Regions from separate parts of the Zea mays genome. Here all the other regions are linked to region 2. The links are chromatin contacts, called in public Hi-C maps. All regions are on one chromosome and are shown on one strand. Each heading gives the region's core, a stretch centred on a gene start, on an enhancer-like site or on the middle of the called end of the contact. The rest is flanking DNA. Distances are from core to core; before and after follow the strand shown.

Region 1 (4,677 bases), core at 2,111-4,610, 150 kb before region 2:
AAAAAGTAGTCGTATAGCTGTCATGTAATTCAAGGGAATTGACCTAAGCACGATAGAGCATTCATCCGAAACAATTCTTCATTTGTAATAAACAGCTCTATATTCCAAATTAAAAGTGTTTATTTGTTATATCTATGTTCTTGTTGTGCTGTAAGCTGTGTGATTTGTGTCTTGTAAACCTGTTTGGATAGGATTATAGGAATCAATGCAAATCCCTTCGAATAGGTGTAGTTCTTTCTAACAAACTTCCTTTTTAAATCAAGAGGTGAATGTGTGAAAAAGGTCTCAATGGCAAGAAGTCAGATGTAATTCATGAAAAACACTCCCCAATCCAAGGGGTATGAGTTTCTAAACTAGCCCTTAGAGGAGGTTCTACATATCAGTGTCTCTCGTCCTTTTTTGACAGGTACAACACAATTAGAGAGAGAGAAAAAAAAATGAAAACGCGGCACGACCGAGGAGGTGTGGGCGAGCAGCCGGCTGAGGAGACGCAGGCACGAGCGTGACCTAGAAACGTGGCCACAAAGAGAGGCGCCGGAGGAGAAAATGGTAGGAAGACGCGTACAGGAACGAAGAAGAAAGGAAAAAAAAACAAAGAGAGGCGCCGACGGAGGAGAAAATGATAGGAAGACGCGTATAGGAACGAAGAAGGAAAAAAAACAAACCGTTTGGTTTTATGTAACCAGTAGCAGTGGTAGACGATTTTCACTTACTCTACCAAAGTTGAGTTGATAAAACACCCTTAAAAAGCTCTACCAAAATGACAAATCTAACCTTTGATTTCACTAATTTGAAGAATCTAGATTTCATAAATATAGACCGTTTGACTAACTTTTAATTAAAAAAGGCTATTTTTGATGAATCTAGAGCTGTCTTTAAGAGATCCTAAGTGAGCAAGGAAGTCAATATAAATCCGGTATGGATGTCCAATGAAGTGAGCAAGGAACTCAATATAAATCCGGTATGAATGTCCAATGTTTCATTCTCTCTCTTCTGGTGGACAAAATTCTAGCAGATTACAAGCAACAGCAAAACTTCAAGCTGGTGCTCCCTGTCAACACCATACATAGCTGATCCCGTCTCATTTGAGATCAAACACATTCGGCATGTTATGAACAGAAAAATGTGTGTCTATCAGTTCCTGTTGGTCGTTTGATCAGATTCACAAAGCAGCATCTTTGTCCCCCGCCTATGAGCTTGCACTTTGTTTGCCAGAGCCAGTAGAGACCTTCACAGTAGCAGGCCTTAGCAGCCTCTCCTTCAAATGGAACCCTCTGCGGACTTCATGCATGACAATCCCTGCCTTGAATTGCATGGATGCTTCTCGTGAGATGGCCTCATGGACCTGCATAAAAAAAACAAAAGAATGAGACCCATAGTGCTGCATATATGATGAACATAAATGTAACGCTATTTGATTCTCATGCATATCTCCATACTATCTAGCTGTAAGCACTGAAAGTAGGTTATTAGTTTTTTTCTCCCAAATACCCATATTATTTAGACCGAAAGACATGTACTGCAACATAGATGCAGGAAACTGTGTGAAAGCTAAGATCAATCTCTTGAGTATGAACCAGGCCATAAAAACAACTCATTAACACTGGAACAGAATTCTTTTTACACGTTCAAAAGGATCCAATATGTTGTTTGCATACAACATTTTAGGGAGAGAGACAGACCATGAGAATGGAACAGGCGGCGGGAGGGTAAATATTACTTACCGAAGGATCAAATGGCTTGCCAACTGTTTCCACAACTCCCACACCCAAATATCTTAGTGTTTCAACTAACTGCTTGTATATGCCTTGATAGCTTGCGCTGATCTTTTGCTCCTTCTCAGTCTCTGGGGTGTTCTCTAGATTCGTTTTCTCAAAACTATCAACTAGAGGTAACAGACTCTGAACAACTTCCACCCGTATATTTGATGTTAACTTTGCACGGTCCTTTTCAGTCTGTTTCCGGAAATTCTCCAGGTCGGCATTTAAGCGAATAAACTTTTCCTTCCCAGAAGTTATTTCGGTTGTAATACTTTCAAATTGGGAAGCTATCGTACTCTTCTCTTTTTCCACAGCAGTGATTGCCTTCTCAACTACACCAAGAACCTCCTCATTTCCTTCTAGAAAAGCTGTCCTGTATAGCTGAATTAGGTCCTTCATGGGAGGAAAATCTTCCCCGTTGACAACCTGCAGCAAAAAAACTCATTTTGGTGAAACTTGATGAAGCACATGTGGTCAAAATGAAATGGATGAGAAGGTCCAACAGAGAACATGGGCATTCTCCAATGGTTTGTTTCTCTTCCCATTGCATTGCTAATATATAAATAAATATTTCAATTACTTCTCATTGCTCACAAGTTGCAATAGCAGCTCGACATGCAACTTTACGACTGCGCCATAAAACGTGGCCTCCTATTTTCTCACACTATTCTTCAAACTATCCGATTTAGCTCAGAAAAAAAGAAGGCATTTCCCGTCTCCTCCAACCACCCAAGTGACTAAGTGAGTAGTCATAGTAATAGCAAAATAGTCTAATTTTAGTTCTTCTGTATTTGGTGTTGAAGTGTATAAGTGGATTGCCTAACTTCTCCCAACAGCTTAAGATTTTGAGTTGAATTGGTTGGTGCGTCCACTCTAACATTTGGCAAGCCCCAACTAGTGTAGACTAACTGCAGTTGTAGACTTGTAGTCCAGGGTATATTAAGAGCGCACAAAAGATGGGTATTTATTGCAAAAATTAGCAATGGCGCCTTAACACACAAAGTTCATGTATGCATCAGTCATTCTTTGTAAAACTTCAGTGGCAGCAGTCATGGAACAAACTATTGAACAAAAAGACACCTAATAGCACAGATACATACGAGAATCTTGAACTACCACAAAGAAATCTTCAAACTTCTCCAAGAACAGCGTTTCCCTACTGTCCGCTCATCAAGCTTGCAAGTTGACCCAAAGGGCGAAATTCTCCGCAAGCTAATCGCACTTCGATGCCTTTCACCCAACCCATGTTGCCACTTACCACTAACCGCAAAAGTAAGTCTGAAATACCTCACCTTCGGGTCAACGCCGGAGCCGGCGGCCACGCGCAGCGGCCGCAGCTCGGCATTGGGGCGCCGGAGGGAGACGAAAGCGGGAGTCGGCCTGCTGGGCCGCCAGCAAGCAGACAGCACGGCAGCCCGAGTTAGGTTCTGGGGTCGGCAGCCGGCGGAGCTAGGGTTTACTGCCGCGGATGCGGCGGGTCCAGCGCAGAAGGTTGCCGCCATGCTGCCCTATCTATCGCCCTCCACTCCACTGTCCGGAAAATACCAAAAAAGAAAAAAAAATGAATAAAGAGGAAAGGGGTAATGCCGTGCGGCATTGACGCCTCTGGAAGTCTGCATGCCAGCCGTTTGCGGGCGGGCCATGCCGGCCGTTGGATCACGGGGCGGGATCCGATTCATCATTCCACAGATAATAGACGCCAGACGGGCACGGGCGGGCCGCGGGCGGGAGTCGCGGGACGTCAAGCCGTCAAGGCAACGTCGAGCTTTTGGAACGCCGGCATTCGCATGTCTCGGCTTCGTAAAGTAAGACATGTTTAATCTTAAGAGATAAACTTTAGCATTTTTTTAACTATTTTTAGTCATTTAGTGATCTAAACATGAGAGTCAATAATGATGTGATAAAATTTAGCACATATTATATATCTCATAAGCTGCTCAAGAGGTGCTAAAAAGAGCTAAACGTGGACTAGAGAACACTATTTTCCATTCATACCCTCTAACTTCATTCTCTCTCCGCATTAGAGGTATGAGTGTCTTTTTATTCTAATATGCTAAACTTTATTAGAGTAGTACAAACACCCTAAAAAGTAAACTTTATTACTTCAATTTATATGGCTAAACAGAAGGTAAAGTTTATCCTAGAGGTTGAAACGGGGTATAAGTACTCACAACGAAGCATATGGAATTCTGTTATTATAATAGGCTGCTCTTTGTATTTCTATTATCCTTATGTTTTTATCCATGTTGGACAGTTATCTACCGCTGAACGGCCTGTCATCACACGTTTTGACTGAGCTGGCCCGTTCCCGTTCTTCTTCCAGAACGGATCGAGCTCACGTGCTCCTCGACGGCAATGGATCCGCCGTCGGACCCGAAGCCAATCATGCCCCTCGATGAGATCGTCAGCGACTTCGAGGGTGTGCTCGCGGCAGACTCTTGCCTCACAGCCCCAGCGCAAGGTGTGCCAACTCGAACTTCTCCCTCACCATTGCAGATGTGGACAACTCCTGGTTGGATTCACCACTAAAGGCCGAGGTACTCCCAGTGTTCCCTCCCTTGTTCCCTCTTTAGCATTTGCACTTGGTAAATGAGTTGTATTTAATCAGTGAAAGTGATGACGAACTGCCATTGATTTGAAAACAACAGAAACAATAGAATTCAACCAAATAAAATTGCTAACAAACACAGTTTGTTCACCACCTAAAACAATAAAGAACTAGCATCAAGATGAACGCATCACACCTATTTCAAATGACAAAGTAATTTTAGGATCGAAGAAAAATGCATATCATACATCAGTACATCACGACGCAGAGGTCTAGGAGCTTTCTTGGCAGCCTCGGCGTTCGCCTTCTCAGCTTGAACAATCATCTCCAAAGCCGTCGCACTAGCATCATTGGCAGCTTCGGCGGCAG
Region 2 (4,842 bases), core at 78-2,577:
GTACATTATGTTGATGCTTGGAAATCCTTGTTGGTGCTTGAAAACAGCGTGGGAGGAAACAAACTCACTATCAAAACAAGTGGAACCACCCTCCTGTAGTAATGTGGGGTCTGTACTACAAAAACAATCAGTCTACCGTTGTAAAACTCTGTAGTGTGAATATATATTTTTCTGATTGTACAGTTAAACCTTTGCACCTTCCTTACATTATTTTATTTATTGGGACGATGTTTAGCTACTTGAGCACTGAATGATCGGCATTATACTTGTTGTTCAGCAGAAAGCTACATGTATTTCAAGCTTTGTTATTATTATCTTCTCCAAAATCAAATGGTTCTGAAACACTGCACGAGATATCCAACGTGTAACATCTGACATCAACGCCTTCGAAGAAGCAAACGTTCATCAAGTGACAGGTATTTCTGGATATCTGCTTATTTAAGTGGCAGCTGGTTTCTTGAACAACCAACCATCTACATGCTGCTGGGTTTGGGATGGGGTTCTTGATCCTTGTCCACGAGCTCCTTCAACGCCGGATTCCGAGGCAGGTACGTGTCCTGCAGCGCGCGAACAGCGTCAGTAGTGAAGCAGGAGGCTCATTCGGCCTTGAGCGAGTAAAATCGCTTCTAGATTAGATGACACAAGGTCAGCAACTGAAAAAAAAACAACAATTCGGTGTTTAATTGTAACGCCATTAAACCAACTCCCGTGGTTGAAGCCTCGAAGAACATTTACCATTTTCCTCCAGTGAAAAAAATAAAGAACATTTGCCGACCGATTGATATCTCAGTTTGTCAGATAAATCGGCGCAGCAGGTCTTCCCCGTCGCTGTAGCCTGTACATAACTACGAAGAGGAATCCCTCCCTGTATGGCTGGCTGTATCTCCCCCCAAAGCACAAACGGATTCGGAGAGGAATTCGTGTAGAGCAGAGAGGGGCATAGGGCGGGCCGGAGGGGTGGTTATACTCACGGAGATGTAGGAGCAGGTGGGGAGGACGCGCATGCCGCGGGCCTGCGCGTGGGCGAAGGCAGCGTCGCAGAGCCGCGCCGCGAGCCCCTGCCCGCGCTTGCTCCGCGGCACGTACGTGTGCACCAGGTCCATCACTGCCGCAGCGGGGGCCCCGCGGCCGTCGAGGAGGCGGTACTGAAGGAAGGCCTCGCCGTCGGGCGTCTGGAACCTCCCCTTGTCCTCCCTCCACACGATGCTCTCCGTCTCCGGTGGAGGGGCCTTGACCGCCCGCTCGGCCGCGACGCCCTCGTTCGCCATCACCCGTGAGCTCGTGTGCCCCGTCGTCGTGCTTGTGAGTGAGTCGTGACGTCGGCTAGGGGAAACCAGGCAGCTTCTGGGCTTGGCCCAAGCAGACTTATTCGATTATTCCTGATCCATATAAGTCCTTGTTCAGTTATTCCTAATACACATGAATTAGATAAGATTGAAAACAAATAAGAAGAATTTTGATTTATTTAGGATTCAAACTCATCCAATCCCACTCAATCCACATGAATTGAGAGTTAACCGAACAAGCCCTAAATATATTATCGAGTATACCGTTCAATCCACATAGATTAGCCTTAAAACAAATAAGCCCTAAGGCTTTGATAAACCAAGATTTTTTTGGGCCTCCTTTGATAAACTGGGCTAGGGCCGTGTCCTGTTGCATGCATCATGCGATGGGCTGCTTTACACGAGGAAAAGTGAACTCAAGAATTGCATTTGTCCCGGCATATTTAGGTCTTGTCCATGTGGATTTCAGGGGATAAATATATATTAAGGTGGATTTTTGACTTACTATGAATTTAAACCGACTCAATCACACTCAATCCACATGGATTAACATCAATCCAAACAAGTCCTTAGGGAGTTATTGGTTGCCTACTGCCTGCATGAGGTTAGGACCAAGTCTAGTAGAAACAATCAACGCGTGTTTGGTTGCCTAGATACTATCCATGGTAGAGATGGCAATAGAGAATTTCCCATCAAGGAACGACTCCCCATCCCCGTCCCCGCGGCGAGAAAAATTGTCTGTCCCTATCCCCGCAAACGTTCATGAGGAGACTTTTTCTCCCGTCCCTATCACGAAATTTATCCCCGCGGGAAATCTGTCCTCGTTAGTAAATACAATATTTAGAGACAAATTAAAACAGATTATATTAATTCAATATAAATTTAACAAAAAATAAAATACAAGAAATGTCTTCTTTAGAGTATAATTTGCTATTTTATAATAGGCCATGTATTGAATATTTAGTAGAATTTTAACATAAATAGACTAATTTATATTAAGAAAACTTCGCGGGGCGGGTATGCAGGGAATGGGCGCAAACCTGACGGAGACAAAGTTTCCCATTTCGATCCCGTGGGGACTAAATTATGCTTATCCTCATCCCCTAATAAAGGAATTTCCCAAGATAATCGGGGATCGGGTCCCATTGCCATCTCTAATCCGTGGTCAGATTGAACCAATTCTCAAAGCACCTCTGAGCTAGGTCCAGCGGACACACGGGCACATGGGAGATGACATTTCCTCTGGAGCCAGACTGGACTGATGCGGACATAAGAACCAAGACATGTTTTAGAATTTGTGTCACATCCCTTAATTTATATATCTAATTAATAAATCGATTCCATCATCGTGTTCCTTGCATTTTTTATCAACAAAACTAGACCACACTTGTAACATAAATGTTATTTAAGAAATATTGTTTATTTTATAAGCAACCAACCAAACACAATTTTTTTTCCTATACTGGTTTAGTAGAGAAAAGTGAACCAATCACGTCAGGGTGGTTTGATAGAGCTTGGCTCGATCGAGCCTCGCTAGGATCCTAAGTTAGGCCCAACCACATGAAAGCAACCAATCACTCCCTTAGACTATCTCTAGCAGTTCTCCTATTGCATCCCCTATTTCAAACTTAACTCTATAAACAGTGTTGTCTACAATGCAAAACAGTGTTTTGCATGGCCATATACACGGTTTGTTGGAGACAACCTTACCGACTCGTCAAAAGAATTATTCATATATATATATATATATATAGAGAGTTATCACCACCAACGTGTTGTGTTGCCTCCTTTTTCAGGCTTCTGTTCCCACCCGCTATTGGGATGAGGCACTGAACACAACTAGCCACCTCCTCAACCGTTTTCCTCCAAGGCGGTCCCCCATCCTACTCCGTTCTTTGCCTCTTTGGCGCCACCCCTTCCTATGAACACCTTTGGGTCTTCGGGTGTACTTGCTATCCTAACACCTCTGCCACCGCTCCTCACAAACTTGCATCACAATGCTATCGTTATTTTTTCCTCGGGTGCTACCCTAGTCACAAGGGGTACCGGTGCCTTCATCTTCTCATCCACTGCATCATCATCTCTCATCATGTTGTCTTTATGAGGATGTTTTTCTCCTTGTCGGCTCCTCACCTCCCGACCTCGATTCCCTTCTTGATGCCGATTGCGATGTTGTTCCTCTTTCGTTGTCCTCTTTCACGTTGCACGCGACCATGTTGCCTCCACCTGTGCCCCACGCGACCGTGTTGCTTAACCTGCACCACACGCAGTCCTGTCACCTCCACCTACGCCACACATGGTTCCACTGCCACTACCTCTATGTTGGGGCGAAGGCGAAGACGCTACCCTTCGCTCGATGCCTTCGTCAATCTCGCTGCACCAACGGAGGCAAAACGACTGGCGGGTTCCACCCTTCGTCCACTACACTGCAAGACGAAGGCCTACGACGAGGTCGCCCACGTCCCGCGTCCTCGTCGAACACGAAGGCTTACGTGGAATTCGGCCCATTGTAACAGGCCCCGCATGGCTAAGTGTATTATGGGCCCAATTTGTAATAGCTTTTCTGTAATGACAGTCTGTAACCCCACTTTATGGGAATATTCCGGGGATAGCCTAGGCGCCTGAGGGCACATGCGTCCTTACTCCAAGACGTTAGGCACTCAGGCGCCTATAAATACCCCCGTACAGTGCCCTTGAGAGGCTGGATTAACAGAGCTATCGCCACCTCGAGTCAAAATCTTGTTTACGTTGCTTTCATTCCTCCGTTGGATCAACTTGCCCAGGAGAGCAAGTTCCAACATTTGGCGCCCACCGTTCGTGCTACAAAAAAACCACCCGTGATGGCACCTAAGAGAGCTAGCTCGAAGGCAGCCCCATCCGTTGACGAAGCAGCGAAGGCAGCGCTGCTGGCCGAGAAAAAGTGCAAGGCTCTTGTCGACACCACCCACCAAGAAGCATGCAAAGACGACGCACTCAGCAAGAGACGGCGCAATGAACAACCTACACCCGAAGGCACCCTCCGCACCTACAGCTCCGGAGGACAACCGCAACCTCCCCCAGGCTTCGCTCCACTAGAGGGCGAGGACACCACTGAGGATGGCGAAGTCATCGGCGTTTCAGCAGAGGAACAACTACAGTTGCGGGCCTTGCGCATCAAGAACCGCAACCTCCATAAGCAGAAAGAGATCCTCGAGGCCAAGCGCCAACGTGTCTCTGAAAGTCGCCTAGAGGGGGGGTGAATAGGGCGAATCTGAAATTTATAAACTTAAGCGCAACTACAAGCCGGGTTAGCGTTAGAAATATAAACGAGTCCGAGAGAGAGGGCGCAAAACAAATCGTGAGCAAATAAAGAGCGAGACACGATGATTTGTTTTACCGAGGTTCGGTTCTTGCAAACCTACTCCCTGTTGAGGTGGTCACAAAGACCGGGTCTCTTTCAACCCTTTCCCTCTCTCAATCGGTCACTTAGACCGAGTGAGCTTTCTCTTCTCAATCAAACGGAACACGAAGTTCCCGCAAGGACCACCACACAATTGGTGTCTCTTGCCTTGGTTAC
Region 3 (4,735 bases), core at 1,478-3,977, 150 kb after region 2:
TGCCGTATTGTCAATTAGATGTACACAGCTGGATTTGTCCGACTTTTGATAAGTGGGACACCATCTTCCCTCCATACGACGCGGTCCTCGCACAAAGCAGCAACTGCTTCAACATAGACCATATGTTCCTAAGATGCAAGATTTAAATCAGTACTTTTGGTTGCAGAATAACTTCAATTATGTGCAGAAGGAGCTTGAAGCTATCTCAGGCTAGAAGGCTGAAGTCTTACCTCATGGAGGACTCTTGCAGCCAATAGCTCTGGCGTGTCATCCGCGAACACAGGCACAACCCTCTGGGCTAACGTTTTACCGGTATCATAGTGCTCATCCACAAAATGTACGGTTGGACCCGAGTATCTGAACAAAAAAATTGTTGTCAAATAACAGAAGTCACATTTGACACACACAATAATTTGGCACCTCTCTATCAGTCATCCATTATGTATATCAACTTTCAAAACGCTCACTTTCAATTCAAGTGTGTTACAGAAAAATATAGCGTTATGTTCCTTATAATTACAAAAGTTTATGCATACATGCGTTTTATTAGGGGATCAAAGGGTGAATGTACTGTATATTATAGGCAGATGGTTATATCATTTGTAGGGTGGATCTAGCACCAGTGGCGGAGCACAAACAAAAAATAAGGTATGACCGTGGAAAGTGGCGACTTCCTTTGTTCCTTGCTCGTTCGCTTCTAAATTTCTAATCCTCTGTTTCTCACTGTCATTGTCTCACTTCCTCAATCACGCGCATTGTGTTGTGACAGACACATGGCCTGACAGGCTGACAACTTCACTGCTTCAAGCCTTCAATTGGCTCGACGTCGGCCAGACGCTAGAGACCGAGGCCCGAGGGGGCCAAGCAGGGGAGGCGGCGACCGGAGAGGCGTGGTCGAGCTCAGGCAGCCGGGTGAGGCAAAGTCACGGCGAGGCACGGTCCAACTAGCTCCGGTGGCCGACGACAAGAGCTGTGCGCTGTGCGTGACTGCGTGGGGTTGGCGGGTTGCGGTGTACCGGGCATGGAGCTAGCAGCTGGCTGGCGCCGTCGGGCGTAGAGCTGGACAACTGGTGGTGGTGGGCGATGGTTGGCAGCGACCACAGAGCAGGGAGACTGACGCGCGGAAGCTTGGTGAGTTGCGTGCGGGGTGGATCTGCTGATGGGCCTGGCCGCTGGAAAAAATATGTTTAACTCCTTTAGCGGACTGGGCTGAGGTATGGCGCAGGCTATACTTGGCCATAACGGGTCCTCCGCCCCTGTCTAGCACCGTGCACTCCCGCTACTCCAAGTATAGAGCCCCCACAAGCCCACTCCCAAACAACCCACACACAGATTGGAACCAATGGAAGCTTAAAATGAGGGGCTATAGATGAAAACTAATGAAAGAAGTTCCTCCTAACTTATTTTTATAAGTTCGTCAATTCTGTAAATGAAGATATGCAGCCACTCGAACATGATCGAGAATTGAAAATTACCTTGCTCCAGAGGCAATAACAGCTTTATGCACCTTTGAACCATAGAAACCTTTCCCTCCGAATGCCGGAAGGAGAGAAGGGTGGATATTTAATATGGATTTTGGGTATTCCTGGATCAATTCAGTGGGTATAAGCTTCAGGTAACCGGCAAGAAGAACAAAGTCTACATTGTTTCCCCTGTTTCAAAATTAAATATAAGAGTCTTATTTCACTAGTCAGACAAAAAATACACGGGATAAATTCAGATATTAGCACAACTCAATGCCAGAGAACAAAACAAACCACATAAATATTAGCACAATCCAATACCAGAGAACAACGCAAATCACAGCGTCTACCGTCAAGAGTAAATCGTGTAAATATGTGGCACCTGATGGAGGACTTGTTCCTCAGTATTATTTCAACTGAATACGGCGTTGAAGTTTAAGTAAAAAATATCAGCAGAAAGATAGATAGGATTCACAAAGGAAACATAATCACCACTTGGCACAACTGATTTAAAAGTACATAACTTTGCCTGTATTTTTACTGGCATAATAAACAAACATAAGAATGCTCAAGTTACTCTGAGCGATGTTTTTTTCCACCCAAGTTACTAAATCGAAACTGACACAGAAGAACAACCTCAGAGTATCCAGCAGTTGAGCAACCGAAATCCCCTCGGGCGCAGACTTGGACTTGGGAAATACGAGCACAGGGATGCCATTGTTCGTAGCATATTCCGCGCCACCGCAACCTGCAATGCAGTTATTGCAGTTTTAGCCTCCGCTAACAATGTGGGTAGCGTCGCGGGATGCAGTTTCCTTCACCTGGCTTGTCGGTGACAAGCGCGACGACATCTCCGTGCACGGCGCCGCCCAGCGCGGCCTCATGGATCGCCCGGAAGTTTGATCCCCCTCCGGACACGAACACTGCCAGCCGCTTCCTCCCGACCGCCGCGTCAGCGCCAGCCGGCTGCGCAGCGCGCAGGCGCGGGCGCGCCTCTGGGCGCTGGGACGGCTCGCACCTGACGGCGTTCGACGGGTGCCTCGCCGAAAGCACCCCCTGCCAGGGTTTTGGGTGCGGCCGGACGGCGGGCGTGGGGTTGAGGTTGAGCGAGCGGCGCAGGGCCGGAGCAGATGGAGCGTGAGCGATCGCGGCCTCCATTGCCAAGGGTGGAGAAAGCTGCGGCTACAGTAAGCGCGCGAGCAGGAGGCGGCAGGATTGGCGCGGGGAATGGAGGAAACAAAGGCTGGAGGGAAGCGGAGCAGATTGAGCCCCGGCGTGCGGCGGCGGAGTCGGGGCGAACAAGAAGGCTTTGTAGCAGGAAGGACTGCCAGCGCGAAGGCGACACAACATGGGCCGGGCCCAATGAAATACTGAACGGCCTGGCACGGTCGTCTCACCATGGATGCGGGCAAGGCCGAGCCGACGGCCTGCGTCGAGTGACAACTCCCGTCTGATCTGGGATGCGTTGGGGCCGACGACGCGGTTTGAAGTGGATTGAAAAGTAGAGGGGATTAAATTCTCTTTTATTATATAAATTTATATAGGAGACGATTTAATCTACTTTAACTCCTCTTTATCCACCTCTAGCTGAGCAAGCCTTGCATGAGAGACACGATCATTGGATTTCCGATCTACTGATCTCTGCGGAGTGTGAGTGCGTGACGAACGAAGGGTTGGTTTGATATACACGGAAATATTCAGGTGATTCCTCCATCATGCATCCCCTATAATTCTCTGTTGGTCACTTGTTCTCAAAAGCTACGAGTCAAGAACAAGACAACACAAATGTTAATGGTTAAAAACCTTCGTTCTTCATAACATTATCTCCCTTGGGATATAATGATCTTCGGATGAAGGTCATGAAGTACATACTTTCTTCATTGCAATATACAAAGATGAAAACATGATCGTATGAAACATAGATAAAGCATGAATAATCATTTTAGATCATTAGATTATTCATGTTATCATCATATATCTCTGAACAAACATGAATGATATTAAATTACATTTGTACCTTCGGCTTAACAGAAGGTAAGAATCCGAGAGTGACGTGCTACAAGTCAGCATGAACAGTACGATGTTACTGTTCATCATTTTTAGGCACAGGACACAGCTTGGCTAAAATTACATTCATGTCCCTAACATTTACTATTAGTCAAAAGGTAATCTGTCGAGGAATGAACAATCTTTTCCTTTTAAGTCGGTTTCATCCTCCATCATCGTCCTTGAGCTGAGCCGAAGCTTCTCTATCTACAGCTTCGGAGTTGGTCTAACCTTCTTCCAGATTACGCTTCTCATACCATACACGCCTTTGTCTTAAAGCCAAAGCTTCCTGTGACAGTATACTATACTGGGAAACATGTTAGTCGTGTTTTTGAGGACCTTCGAAAGATGAAGGCCACCAACAGTAGCCCATCGCAGTGCTAATTTGTTGTTTAACAAATTCAGACTGCGACGTGAACGAAGGCCTTTAGCCGAAGGTCTGAAAAAACACTTTCTCTTTGCTAGAATAGCAAAAGTCAATGACAAATGGGGCCCGCCAAGTTGCAATGCACTAGGCATATAAATAGAAACCCACATCGACATCATCTATTGCGCCATTTTAGTTGCTTGTGATGTTTTCTCAAATTTTAATTCTCTTGCTATCATCTCTCGCTTGATTTGTGAGCTTCGTGATATACACAAGTGCTTGTTGAATGTCTGAAGAGAAGAAGATGTTTGAGGAGAAGAAGGTTGTGGACCCTGCTCTTGCTGGGTTTTACGAAGCTATGGAAAAAACAAACACAGAGAAGATCACAAATGAAATAATGGCTGATTTGTGTGAAGATTCTGACGATAGTGATGACTATGATGTAGATAGTGAGAATGAAGATACCGAAGATCGGCCCTGGCGGCCAAGTCATACTATCTTCGAAAGTCATCCATAAAACAGAGTCAGATTGATGCCATGAAGGGGAGGTATTTCCGTGTTATGTCTATTGTGAGAGTTGAAGGGGACAGCGCCGCTCCTGCGCCCGAAGAAAACGAGGTTGTTGTCTACAGAAGCTTTATGAAGGCGGGTCTTCGATTCCCATTGAGCAAATTTTTGGTTGAAGTTTTGAAGACATTTGAGATCTTTCTTCATCAAATTACTCTCGAAGCTATAACCAGAATGAGTATTTTTGTTTGGGCCGTGAGAAGCCAAGGGCTGGAACCAAGCGCGAAATGCTTCTGCAATATGCACGAGCTGCTGTACGAGACGAAGGCTAATGGCAAGGAGCAGTATCACA

What was found. A called contact is a pair of places that touch in the nucleus more often than the background predicts.
Region 1: a Hi-C map of ear shows a contact between it and region 2, with 1.9 times the contacts expected there. The contact joins the promoter of LOC103648642 here to the promoter of LOC100278317 in region 2. A contact is called at or near these places in 2 of 25 Hi-C or Micro-C datasets (ear and leaf).
Region 3: a contact with region 2 is called in a Hi-C map of tassel, with 2.2 times the contacts expected there. The contact joins the promoter of LOC100272448 here to the promoter of LOC100278317 in region 2. A contact is called at or near these places in 4 of 25 Hi-C or Micro-C datasets (ear, leaf and tassel) and 1 of 3 datasets of contacts at active chromatin or transcription factors (leaf).

What each region holds. Positions count from the first base shown.
Region 1 is chr2:53,036,089-53,040,765 of Zm-B73-REFERENCE-NAM-5.0, reverse strand. It overlaps LOC103648642 (protein GrpE), which reads right to left and starts at 3,360. Exons shown (of 3, transcript XM_035965273.1): 1 at 3,053-3,360; 2 at 1,725-2,186; 3 at 903-1,345. The coding sequence starts at 3,262. The coding sequence ends at 1,190. LOC103646446 reads left to right here. Exons shown (of 4, transcript XM_008671180.4): 4 at 1-135.
Region 2 is chr2:52,882,384-52,887,225 of Zm-B73-REFERENCE-NAM-5.0, reverse strand. It overlaps LOC100278317, which reads right to left and starts at 1,327. Exons shown (of 2, transcript NM_001371708.1): 1 at 972-1,327; 2 at 290-557. The coding sequence starts at 1,268. The coding sequence ends at 474.
Region 3 is chr2:52,733,429-52,738,163 of Zm-B73-REFERENCE-NAM-5.0, reverse strand. LOC100272448 (Phosphoribosylglycinamide formyltransferase chloroplastic) reads right to left here and starts at 2,727. Exons shown (of 5, transcript NM_001146922.1): 1 at 2,285-2,727; 2 at 2,100-2,211; 3 at 1,476-1,652; 4 at 231-357; 5 at 1-128. The coding sequence starts at 2,621. The coding sequence ends at 15.